Regions from separate parts of the Mus musculus genome. Here all the other regions are linked to region 1. The links are chromatin contacts, called in public HiChIP or PLAC-seq and promoter capture Hi-C maps. All regions are on one chromosome and are shown on one strand. The core of a region is the stretch at or near the end of the contact, and the rest is flanking DNA. Distances in the headings are between cores, read along the strand shown.

Evidence for each region. Promoter capture Hi-C pulls out the DNA fragments that hold promoters and counts their contacts. HiChIP or PLAC-seq counts read pairs in DNA pulled down with a chosen protein or histone mark.
Region 2: a contact with region 1 is called in a promoter capture Hi-C map of pre-B cells, with 2.8 times the contacts expected there. The contact joins the promoter of A430078I02Rik here to the promoter of Nfu1 in region 1. A contact is called at or near these places in 4 of 39 promoter capture datasets (the C10 cell line, hippocampal neurons, liver and 1 more), 1 of 484 Hi-C or Micro-C datasets (cerebral cortex) and 1 of 115 datasets of contacts at active chromatin or transcription factors (embryonic stem cells).
Region 3: a contact with region 1 is called in an H3K27ac HiChIP or PLAC-seq map of bone marrow-derived dendritic cells, with 3 times the contacts expected there. The contact joins the promoter of Arhgap25 here to the promoter of Nfu1 in region 1. A contact is called at or near these places in 1 of 39 promoter capture datasets (the 3T3-L1 cell line), 3 of 115 datasets of contacts at active chromatin or transcription factors (bone marrow-derived dendritic cells, embryonic stem cells and microglia) and 1 of 9 other capture datasets (liver).

The regions. Positions count from the first base shown.
Region 1 is chr6:87,008,210-87,012,199 of GRCm38.p6, forward strand. Nfu1 (NFU1 iron-sulfur cluster scaffold) reads left to right here and starts at 1,627. Exons shown (of 8, transcript NM_020045.3): 1 at 1,627-1,750. The coding sequence starts at 1,692.
Region 2 is chr6:86,478,467-86,482,456 of GRCm38.p6, forward strand. A430078I02Rik (RIKEN cDNA A430078I02 gene) reads right to left here and starts at 2,364. Exons shown (of 3, transcript NR_131126.1): 1 at 2,200-2,364.
Region 3 is chr6:87,531,069-87,535,058 of GRCm38.p6, forward strand. It overlaps Arhgap25 (Rho GTPase activating protein 25), which reads right to left and starts at 2,191. Exons shown (of 11, transcript NM_001037727.2): 1 at 1,758-2,191. The coding sequence starts at 1,818.

The DNA of each region.
Region 1 (3,990 bases), core at 377-2,876:
TCTCTCAGGCAACCTGCAAAGCTGAAAGGGTGTAAGAGGCAGAGGAGATGGAGAACACCAAGAAAACAGGCAGGCTTGGCATCAGATGGGGTCAGCCCTAGAGCTGAAAGAAGAAGCAGGCATCTGTCTCCGTTCCTGAGCCATCTCAAGTTGATTACCCCTTGCAAATGAAAATCTAGATTTCTCCATGGGAATCTCACCGTGGGGGACAAACTATTCCTTTTATTTATTTATTTTATGTATGTGAGTACACTGTAGCTGTACAGATGGTTGTGAGCCTTCATGTGGTTGCTGAGAATTGAATTTTTAGTATCTCTGCTCCATCCGGTCGGCCCACTCGTTCCGGTCAACTCTGCTCACTCAGTCCCTGCTTGCTCCGACCCAAACGTTTACTTATTATTCTACATAAGTACAGTGTAGCTGACTTCAGATGCACCAGAAGAGGGCTTCAGATCTCATTACAGGTGGTTGTGAGCCACCACGTGGTTGCTGGGAATTGAACTCAGGACCTTGGGAAGAGCAGTCAGTGCGCTTACCCATGGAGCCATCTCGCCGTGGAGGACAAACTATTCCTAAGTGTAGGCCACGTGTCCAGCTGTAGAATGGTCAACAAAGAACCAGCTCACTGGCATCTTTGAAGGTCCCTGGTCACATAATGTTAAGCTAGGACTTTGGGTTTGTATATTTATTTAATTACACATTTTTGTTTACATTACATTGTTTTTGTTTTTTATTTTATGTATACATATATTTTACAATTTTTCTCTCTTTCCCTTTCTTCATCCCTCCCTCCCCGCTTTGCCCTGTAGGTCCCTTTTCATATATATTATGGCTTCCAGTGTTGTCGATAGCCCTGGGGCTAATTATATTTTATGTTAATTCCGTTTTCCTGTGTGTGGTTTTGAACAAGGAATGAGTCAGCGCTCAGGTGATTTCCTGTAAACCTGCTTCCCACCTTAATTTGTAAAATAAAGGAGAGCTGATGATTGGGCAGATAAAAGGGAAGGTGGAATGGAAGGTGGAGAAAGAAGAAGGAGAAAATGGATGAAGGAGAGGACGCGGAGGAGGAGGAGGAAGAAGAAAAGCGGAGCAGAAGCACATGGCCTGGAGAAACTGCAAGCTCTAAGGGGTCTCATAGATGTGGAAGATGGTCGTGTAGCGGTAGATCTGTCCAAACTAGGTGCACATATGTATTCATATTAACTGTGTTGTGTTTTCATTGCTGAGGCATATTTGGATTGGAGATTTACCGCAACATTCCAGCTTTGTATTTTCACGGGACTCTTGCATATGTGAACAAGTGTGTCTCTGCACTTATATGCATTTCTTGAACTCTTTTCCTTGTTTGTTTTGTCCTATTCTGATGTGTTAGGTTTTGTTATATCATATATCATATATTCCCTTAGAAGCCTGTTTGTTTTCTAATGAGCGACAGAAAGGGGGTGAATTCGGAGGGGAAGTGTGGGGAAATTGGAGGAAATAGAGGGAAGGGAAACTGTAATCTGGATATATTATGTGAGGGAAAAAAATCTACTTTCAGTAAAAGGAGGGCGGAAAGGCCACCTGCAGCACCGCCCTCAACTTGTAAGGAACCGGCGTCCCCGGACCGCCCTCTCTGCAGGGCCTGAGTCTGCGTAGGACTTGGAGACAAGAAGGAGGCGGGTCCGCGCAAGCGCACTGGCACTGAAGTGATGGCGGCGGCCGAGCGGGCATGGGGAGCAGCGGTCGGTGTAGTCCGGCTGTGCAGGCGGTAGGTGTTGGCTCCCTGGCTAGCAGATCCCTGTCGCTGCCTTCTCACAGGCAGGAGCTGGCGTCTGAGGGACCCTTGTCCTGGCTCCAGAGCCCGAGGCCAGCCACCTTCCACGGATGTCCCTTGTAAATCCCACGGGAATGTGGCTCCGAAGGGAAGAGCGGTCCCGGGGTTGTGTCGTGTCCTGTCGTTCCCTTTCCAGGGAGATCACGGCTCGGAGAGAAGTGAGTGACTCGAGGAAGTCCACCGCCCAGGCTTGTGCGAGTGCGTCCTGTTCCTCTTCTAGAGCCACTCCCTCAGATATCTGTCAGACCCGAGTGTGACAACTATAGAAAGGGGCCTGACAGAATGCTGATGCCAACTTGAAGTTTCAAATGCATTTCATCAGGCTAGCATAGAATCCCTCATCATCTGTCATCCCAATACTTGAAAGGTGAAGGCAGGAAGACCAGGAGTTCAAGGCCAGGTTAGACTATTTATGAGACACCCTCCACCACCCCACCACCCCCGTTTTAAAACTCCTAAATGTATCTCATAAAAATAGCAGATTAACAGAAGGATTTTGTGGGTTACCCCCTGCCCACCTGTTTTCGATGACTCCCCTTCAGTTACTTTACTCAAGATCGGTTAGACTTCAAAACTTCCTGCCAGAGTATACTTCTGGTTTATCCACGCTTGCTGCTTTTTCCCAGGGTTGAAGGAATATTAGGGTGTTTCCAAATCCTGGAGTATCCACTCCATTCACTTAAAGAATAGTTACTAGTTACCACGTAGTGATAACAGCTACCATTTACTGAACGCTCACTGTGTGGCCTGGTGTGGCCCTTATTGCTAGGTGTTCCTTAGGGAGAGTGATCTACAATGCTCTGCACGCCTTTTGTTTCAAATGAGTGCGTCTAATAAGGATGCAGCACATAGTCCTAGCATAAGAGAGCAAGCAGCCAGAGGGCACAGCACCAAAGCAGGTACACCATCCAGCAGATCAGGCCGGGGGAAACCCCAGGATCCAAGACACTTACTGGGGACTCTGGTTGCCAAGGGTCTTCTCCTGGGTATGACATTTAATTAGCTATTTCTGTCATCGGCATTTTTTTTTTTTTCGATTCTCGAGACAGGGTTTCTCTGTGTAGCCCTGACTGTCCTGGAACTCACTCTGTAGACCAGGCTGGCCTCGAACTCAGTAATCCGCCTGCCTCTGCCTCCCGAGTGCTGAGATTAAAGGCGTGTGCCACCACGCCCTGCTTGTCATGGGCATTTTTATAACATGGAATTTGAACAGTAGCTGAGTCTTGTATTTTGGGAAGGTGCCCGGGAGTGACTTAGTTCCCAGCTGTGTTCAGGGGCTGGTTTTGCTCCTGTTCTGGTCTCCGATGTTTTTACTCTGTTCTGGTCTCCGGGGCATGATGTTTTTACTCTTGGACTGTTTTGCTCCTACAAAGGGTCTTGGAGGACAATTTTAAGTATTCACTTAAGGCAGGTGGATCTCTGTGTTCAAGGCCAGTCTGGTCTACACAGTGATACCCAGTCTCAAAATTAAAAAAAGAAAAAAACAAAAAAAAAGGGGGGGAACTCAAGTCAAGTCTTTTCAGATAATTTCCCTTTCTAGCCGGAGTTACTTTCCGAGCTCCATTCCTTTTTAATTGGATGAAGGTTTGAGAATAGCCAGTCAGTGCTCCTCTATCAGAGTGAAGTGAAGGTCCGACGCCTGGCTAATGCTCCCTCCCCAGCAAGTATAAAGAATGATGGCTGCTCTTGGCAATTGCATGTGTTCTATTAGACTTTAGACTTTGAATCGTTGGGATGAAGCGGGTGTCCTTTATCCTAACTATTTCAGTGGCGTTTCTGACTTTAAATTTTGGGACATCTGTACTTCATGAGATACCATGGGGATAGAAACTATGTCTAAACGCAGAACTCGTTTCTTCACGTGCACCTTACCCATCACGGAAATTGCATGCATTGTTTCTAGTGAACTTTGGAAGGCAGGCCCCTTACGTGGGGCCAGGTATGAGATGGGTTGAAGCTTAGAACATTTCAGGTTTTTGCTCAGGGATGCTCATTTTTTACCTCCCCCCCCCCCTTTCCCCAAAAGGGCTTTGCAAATGCTAGGCAAGCACTGTCCCATGAGCTGCACTCCCAGCCTTTCCCAGGACACAGGGGGCTACTTCTCTCCAGGTGACTGCTGTGAGACCGACAAGGAAAAGCTTTTTGCTGGATATGTGGTTTTTTTCTTAGCTGTT
Region 2 (3,990 bases), core at 1,114-3,613, 530 kb before region 1:
GGAGCTGGAGGCAGAAGGATCAGAAGTTTGAGGTCATCCTATGCTACATAGTGAGTTTGAGGCTGGTCTGAGTGACAGGAAATGTCTCAGAAACAAAACTGAATCTTTCAAAGGCTCCTCCAGGTTTTACTGATAACTGTACCTGTTACTTTTACTTTAAATTTCTTCATGATACACATAAGATCCTGGTTCCTATGGAATGGAATGCAGCTCACGGGTAGGGTGCTTGCAGTGTGTAGTCAATGGCCAAGATGTGAACTCCAGCACCACAAGAGACCAAAACAGCCCCTGAGCCGGCTTTATTCTGTCCATTCTCCAGCCATCCTCCCCTTTCCCCAACGTGCTCCCTTACTCTCAGCACTCAGGAGGTGGAGCCAGGCAGACCTCTGGGAGTTTGAGGCCAGTCTGGTGTACATATTGAGTTCTCTAACAGCCAGAGCTACATAATGAGAACCCTGTCTACACACATGCAGACAGAGAGTGTGTGTGTGAGAGCCTCAGCTCAGCCACCTTTGCACTTCCTACAGTGCTCCAAGGCTAGGTATGTTTTCGTTTGCTGGGGTTGTGATTTGTGACTGGGTAAATGAGTAGGTGAGCCCTGTCTGCTGCTGCACTCCACTGACAAGCCCGAAGTTGATCAGGCTTGGTCCCAACACCTCCAGGCTCACTGCTTATCTTGCATAGTGAATAACCCAGCACTACGTTTTGCCAGGTGGGAGACATGCAGGCCCCTCATAGTCCTGCCTCATCTTCCCCAGTGCTGGAATTACTAGCATTGGACACCATACCAAAGGGCTAGAAGGGTTAGGGATGGAGTTGAGGGTTAATACGTTAATACCTGCTGTTGAATGGTATTTTGCAAACTTGACAAGAGTCTCTGTGTCTCAAGGCCACCTTCTGGCATCTTCCAATCTTTCAGTGTCACAAGCCAGGATGTCCTGTCAGGAAACCTGAGTAACACCAGCCTCTCTCTCTGTGGGTGAGCTTTGTGGGGGTGAGCGGGGGTCACTTCCTTGGAAGCTCCTTGCTGCTTCTGACAGGCTTTGCTGAGCCCTGCAAGTGTGCTGGAGAGTGACCAGCCTCCAGGGCCTTCTGCTCTTTGTCCTCAGCAATCTAAAGGCACTCAAGGGAAGGAAGGTGCATCCTCTCTGGGGAGGAATGGATTGTTCTAATGTCTGCGATCTGGCCACACTTGGCATCTGTGAAAGCAACTTGCTTTCAGAGCACATGGAGCGCACCTGGCAGAGGTCTCAGATCACATGCATGAGCTGAGGAATTGTAGCTAAAGAAAGCTAAAAGCTGGATGCTATGGCTGTCAGGGTCAGATTAATGAGTTATTGAGGTTGTGTGAATTAGTTTATACTTCAGCTATCTGTGATCTTTGCAATATAAAAGCTAATTCCCCAAAAACACTTAAGAAAGAGCAATAAAGAGAGGCAGAGGCAGGCAAATTTCTGTGAGTTCTAGGCCAGCCCTGTCCACATAGTGCCAGGAGGAATTACATAGTGACATCCTGTCTTAGAAAGAAATGGGGGTTGGGAGGAAAGCAATGATCATAAATTGTATGTTGTCACACACAGTGTGGTGACCTTAAAATGGCTAATACCATGAAAATATCTACAACTTGGTGATGTGATTGGTTTACTGAAAATGTATTTTTTTTTAAGCAAAGTATTCCAGACAATGATAGCCAATTGACAACCCCCTAACAACCCTCACAGATGTCAGGGCAGGAATTTGGTCTCATGTTTCTGCCCCCAACTCCTGGCCTCAGACAGCTGCAGATACATATTCCATGTAGCTCCAGTCTCTGAAATACCAAATGGAAATTTACTGGGGCTCTCAACTAAGCCAGACTCTCACACAAACTGTACTGCCCCATGGGACTCTCCACAGGGCCAGATATTTTATGAGAACGGGCATTCCCAGTTGATTGGGTCAACAAAACGAAACCAAGGAACTGTGTCTTAAAACTAATGTATCCTGTTTAATTGTACACAAGGGACACTCCACTCCAAAGCAAGAGCCAGGCAAATCTCAGGTTTGTAGACTCGGTGAGAATATTGGAGGCTTTTGTGGAGCTTTGTTTTCTTTAGAGAGGGATGACCAGCTGGCAGGGGGCTGGACGCTGCCTTGCAGGAGGAGGGCACCAGCAGAGGAGACAGGAAAACACAGTCAGCAAAACTGCGGAGAGCTTACCAGGGCTCTTGGAGAAGGCACAGAAAGGAGAATCAAGGGCAAGCAGCGGGTTGTTAGACTGTCGACCTCAGAAAGGCAGCCCAGCTCTGGAGTTTCCAAGTCAGGGAAGAAAAGCAGCTGCTCGTGGACCTTCAGGTGTGGGCTGTCCTGAAATGGCCATGCGAAGAGCAGCAAGAGTCTAGAGGCCACTGCTGGCTGCACAGAAGGGGCCGTGGAGCGCTCTCAAAGATGTGTGACTAGGCAAAGCAAGAGCTTGCACTAGCTTTGCTTTTAAACATTTGTATATATTTCCATCTTTGAATCAGTAATTTGTTTACACGACTCAAAATTTAAAAACAACAGCAAACAAATTAGTATATACCTCCCATTGCCCATCCTTTATCTGGGAATGGTTATACAGGGAAAAGTCCCATGTGCATGTTATGCAACTACAGATAGCAAACGTACTGTGTTTCAAAAATAACTCTGAGAAAGATTTTTGTGTATTATTGTTGTTTGTTAAGTCAGGGTCTCAGTAGGTATCTCTAGCCAGCCTGGAGCTCAATCTGCCTGCTTCTGAATGTTGTAATTAAAACAATTGTGTCCAGCAAAGCATGGTGTTGTTAGTGGTGGTTTTTGAGATAGGGTCTCATTATGTAACTCTGGCTGTCCAAGAATTCACTGTGTAATACAGGCTAACCTGGAACTTACTCGCCGAGACTTGCCTGCCTTTTCTCTGCCTCCCTAGTACTGGAATGAAAGGTAGCTGTTAGAGATCATGCCTGCCCAGGGATTTGGTGTTTGTTTGTTTGTTTGTTTGTTTGTTTGTTTGTTTTTAGAAAATCCTTTGCAGCCCAGGCTAACCTTGCATTTGACCTTTTGTAGCCCAGGTTAACCTTGAACTTGACAGGTAGCTGGGGGGTGACCTTGAACTTCCAAGCCTTCTTCCTTTATCACCTAGGTGTTAGAATAGGTTTGGGCCACTCCTGGTTTAAGTGTTGATAGGATAGAATTCCAGTTTTTCTATCAGCCAAGCAATATTCTCTGCTTAGAAGAAAGGAGTCTAATGCCTTAACAGAAAAGGCTGCTTGGGAGATAGATATGCTAGCCCTGATCTGAACCCCACTCTGTGGGGAGGTACCGGGCTCTCAGCAGAACCTGAGTTTATTGACTTGGCCAACAAACTGCAGGATTGGCTTGTCTTTTCCTCACCAGCAATGGCCTACAGGTTACAGACACACAGCACCCTGCACCCCGCAGTGTTAACATGGTCCCTAGGGTCACAGCTGGGGGCCTCATGCCCTGGAGTAGGCACTTGACCAACAGCCATCTCTGACTTTTTAAAAAAAAGATCTCCTCCTATATATAGCCTTGACTGACCTGAAACTGACTTTGGAGACCAGTTAGACTTTGAACTATTGACTGCCTTCCTCTGTCTCATAACTGATGAGATTGTAGGTATGCACCTCCAAGCCGTATGTGTACGTGTGTGTACGTGTGTGTACGTGTGTGTGTGTGTGTGTGTGTGTGTGTGTGTGTGTGTGTGTGTGTGTGTTAGAAGCTTACTATCCCTTGTTTCTCTGGATTTATAGGGAGGAGTCCTCTAGCCCAGACTCCTAAGTACTAGGGTAATATTCTTGAACCATATGCCTAATTAATATGCACAACTTAACATTTTTTTTTTAGATTTATTTATTTATTATATGTAAGTACACTGTAGCTGTCTTCAGACACTCCAGAAGAGGGAGTCAGATCTCGTTATGGATGGTTGTGAGCCACTATGTGGTTGCTGGGATTTGAACTCCGGACCTT
Region 3 (3,990 bases), core at 941-3,440, 520 kb after region 1:
ATTAAGTGATATTAAATAATATTGAATTCTGGTGATCAGACTTCAAACATTGTTTGCCCAGTGGGTCCAGGCGCTAGGAGCTGCGCCACTTGCACAGTGACGGAGCCCTGCTGCGCTTAGCTCAGGGAACTGACAGCTCATCAGATAGAGATGCTCATTAAAAGGCAGGATGGCGGGACCCTCTTGAGAGCCTGACTTCACAGTTGGGGTGGACTCTGAGACTCTGTGTTTCCAGGAGTAAAGGGTGTTCTACAGTAAGCGACCCAGGGGGACACCTGTAAGAACTGCTCGAAGAGATTATGGAACTACACTCAGTCTAATCCTAGGCCTGAGAATCCAATGAGGTGATTTTCTATACTGCTGAAAAAAATCTAACATTTATTTTCCCAAGTGTCCCATCTTTAGCTGAAATATGGAAGGTGAGAGAGCGGAATGCCTTCACAGTGGGGAGGTGGGACACTTACCAAGGAGCAGAGGGACAGATATTCTACCTTAAAATTAATCTGAGTGACTTAGTGAGAGTATGTTTGTATGGGCAGGAGAGAAGGCTCTTTCTTCCCTGTGTCACATCTTGGAGCTGGCTTTGGCACACAGTTCCAGCTCTGTTTGGAAATGTGGGCTCCTGATCACCAAAATAAATGGCTTCTCTGGTTACTTTCAGTTTCATTTCAAAGCCCTTTTCTGACCTGCTTCCTATCTGTGAGCTTTTAGTGAACTACTTATTTTAACACACCAACCACCATGAACCATCTGGCCAAAACTTTCTTCTAAGCAAAATCCTTCCATGCTGTTTGCAAATACCTCAACACTGTAAAGCCTAAAATCAAGAAATTTATCTCACTGAGTAGATAGTCGTGTGTGTGTGTGTCTCTGTGTATGTGTGTGTGTGTGTGTGTGTGTGTGTGTGTGTGTGTGTGTGTGTGTGCTTCATCTGACTATGATCAATTTAAAACTAAAGTTTAATAACAGAAGAAATATCAGGTATTCAGGCCATGCCGATAATCTGAGCACTAAAGTAACTCTGTGAATCTAAGTTTCCATAGCAAGTTTCAGGCCAACTAGAGCTACAGAGCGAGAATTCATGGTGCAGGGGGTGGCAAGAAAACAAGACATCTATATAATAGCAAACAATAGATTTGACGAATATATATCACCATTGTTAGAGGAAAATGATATGAACACCTCGAATTATCCTTCATAACTAACTAAAGTCTATCTTTCCCAACTCTCCTGCGTTCTCCCACGTTCTGTTCCTTAGAATAGTGTTATTATACTTCAAAAGCCTCTATTCTCTCACCCTGTTCTCCTTGTCTACTTTTAACTATAGGTAGTCCCTCATTGGCCTCTGGGTTCACAAAAAATGTGACACTCCCTTGAATTCATCCACAGATGAATCACTTCAAAATACTCGAGTCTCTGTCCTCTTACTGAAAGCCATTCAACAGTTAGACGACGTGCCATGCCAGAAAGAACCGACTTTCCAATGACAGAAACAAAATCTCAGTTTTGTGTCCAATGCACAGCCGAAACCATCCAAGTTCCCTTGACCCACATAGTCCACCCCCAGAGAGAAGAGAACCCCCCCAACCCCAGCACACTAGAACTTCTCAGGACTCGTCCACCCGAATGCACATTTCTGCCAAGCTCAGTGTTGTTGTGTGGTGTGCTTTGGCCGACTGAGCTCCCACAACTCAGAATGCAAATAGTGGGTGCTCACGCATAAGAACCCCGAGGAAATACCTGGACCCCGACCTTACCTATTTTTGAAGCCTCCGCTTTCAAATTGAAATCCCAGTTCCTTGGCAGCTTGAGAGACATTTTGCTTCCGAGGTGGGTGAGTAGCTGGTCAAGTGGCTCACAGTGTGTCACAGGCTGTGCCCTTCTTGTTTCTCTGATCTTCACTTCGGTTCCTCTGCCTTCTCTGCCTGTTGCTTGCTTTGCAGGCACTCTTACGCTCCAGACCGATCTGCCCACGTGTCTCCTCCTTTCTCTCTCATGAACCGTCCATCCATCTGTCACTCGGGGATGGCACCCAAACTCCCCAAGTCCCACCCACAGTCCCCCAGGGGCTGGCACCCTGCTTTGCGTTCAGATTTACCAGAAATGTCCCAGTTGACACTGCCTCTTGGGAAGCAGAGCCCTGCTGGGCAGAATCTCAGGCCTTACTGAAGTGAAGTTGTGATAAACAACTGCTTTTTTTTTTCTTAACTGTCTGCTTCCTTGCGTTTTGAGGAAGTGGCTGGCTGTTCAGTGTTGTAGCGTTATGAGCACACTGTCTTCAGAAGATGTTATTTAGAAATCTTTGTAAAGCTAGTGCATGTTTGTGTTATAAGACTGTGGTTTTAATTAAATGGAAAGAGACTCCCAAGGCTCTCGCCATGTGCCTGGACTCCTGTGTTCGCCTCCTTGACTCCAGATTTTGGCGGCTAAAAGAGGCCAGGCAGGCAGCCAGCATTCTGCCCAAGAATGGGCAGCATCTTTAAAAATTCCTGCCGTGAAAGGACCACATAGTTCACACCTGCTTGGGTAGAAGGTTTCCAGCAGGTACTTTGATTCCAGCCAGGCAGAGCCACACAAAGGGTCACTGCTTCTCCCCCCTTGTGTATGCTGTGGCGTTTACAACCAGACCACCATGTGTAAAAAAATTCAGTTTTCCTCCCCTTTTAACAGACTCTTCCTGGGCCTCCACGACTTCTTCAGAGAAACAGGATCCTTAACAACTGTGGGGTAAGGAGTCGTTGCAGAAGCTGGTGGGACAGACTCTTGACACACAGCCAATACCCCACAAGCACTTATTTGACCTTCATTCTATCTAGCCCAGTCTGTGGCAGACTTTTACATCTTCAAATAGGTCACCTTGAGCTAGCGGTTGAGCTGATAGGTCCTCGAACCAGACTGCTGTGTTCAAATTCTCAGGCCGGTTGACTTTGGATGTGGCTCTTGAACCATTATTTTCTGTTTTGATTCCCTCATCTGTAAGTGTAGCACTTAACAGACTGATTTTGCAGGGCTGCTATGAGGTTTCTGCAGGCTCCAAGCCTTCCATGTAATCACCAAGCACACCGCACATGCCTGGGGCCTGGGCCATCTACCTCAGTTCTCCTGGATAACTGCTTTTCAACACCTCCCACGGGCTATGGACAGGTGACCCACCTTCCCGTTACCTGCTGCATGGACCACCTCACCTCTCCCCAGCTCAGCTCCATCTCCTCTTTCTATTTTCTCTTGGATCTTTCCAATCAATATTAGCACTACAATGTTTTTCATATCAAAAAAAATCTCTCTTGACACTACTTCCTCCTTTGGCTATAGACTATTTCTGAGAATTTTTTTTTTAAATTAAGGACTGTTGGACTTACTGTGATCGCTCCTCTTTTTCCTTCCTGGATTTCTCCCATTGAGGCTTTTGCCCCCAGGACCCCATAGAGTGGCTTCTCAAGACACCAACAGCTTTCCTGTCACTGAACCAGGTCTCCATCCTCACCTCTCAGCCTTATCAGCAATGGACAGAGGTGGCCGCTGCCAATTTGTAGAACTCTGTGAACCAGACTGGTTTTCTGCCTCTTTTCCTGGTACTCTATGTCCGGTTTCTCTCTTTATCCTTTCTCTCACTGTAAGTTGGGCTTACAGTGGGTGTAAAGATACATCTTTATCATCTTGATGATCATGGCTGCCCTAAGACTTTAGTTACACCACATAGATAATGGCCCACATATATAATGTATGGATGTTTCCAGACTAGACCACTTTTGAGTTCCAAGTTATGTACATCGTTGCTTTCATCTCTAAGAGGCATCACAGACTAATGTGAACACCTGGGGCCTGAGTGTGCTGACCCAGGGCGTGTCCTTCTCACTGAGAACTAAAGGACCACATGAACAATAAATATATCCCAAGCCTCTGTGCTCATCTTCTCTGCTTATGTTTCATTGGCCAACATGAGTCACATGAGCAAGCACACCAACACAGAGACAGGAAGTACACACAGCA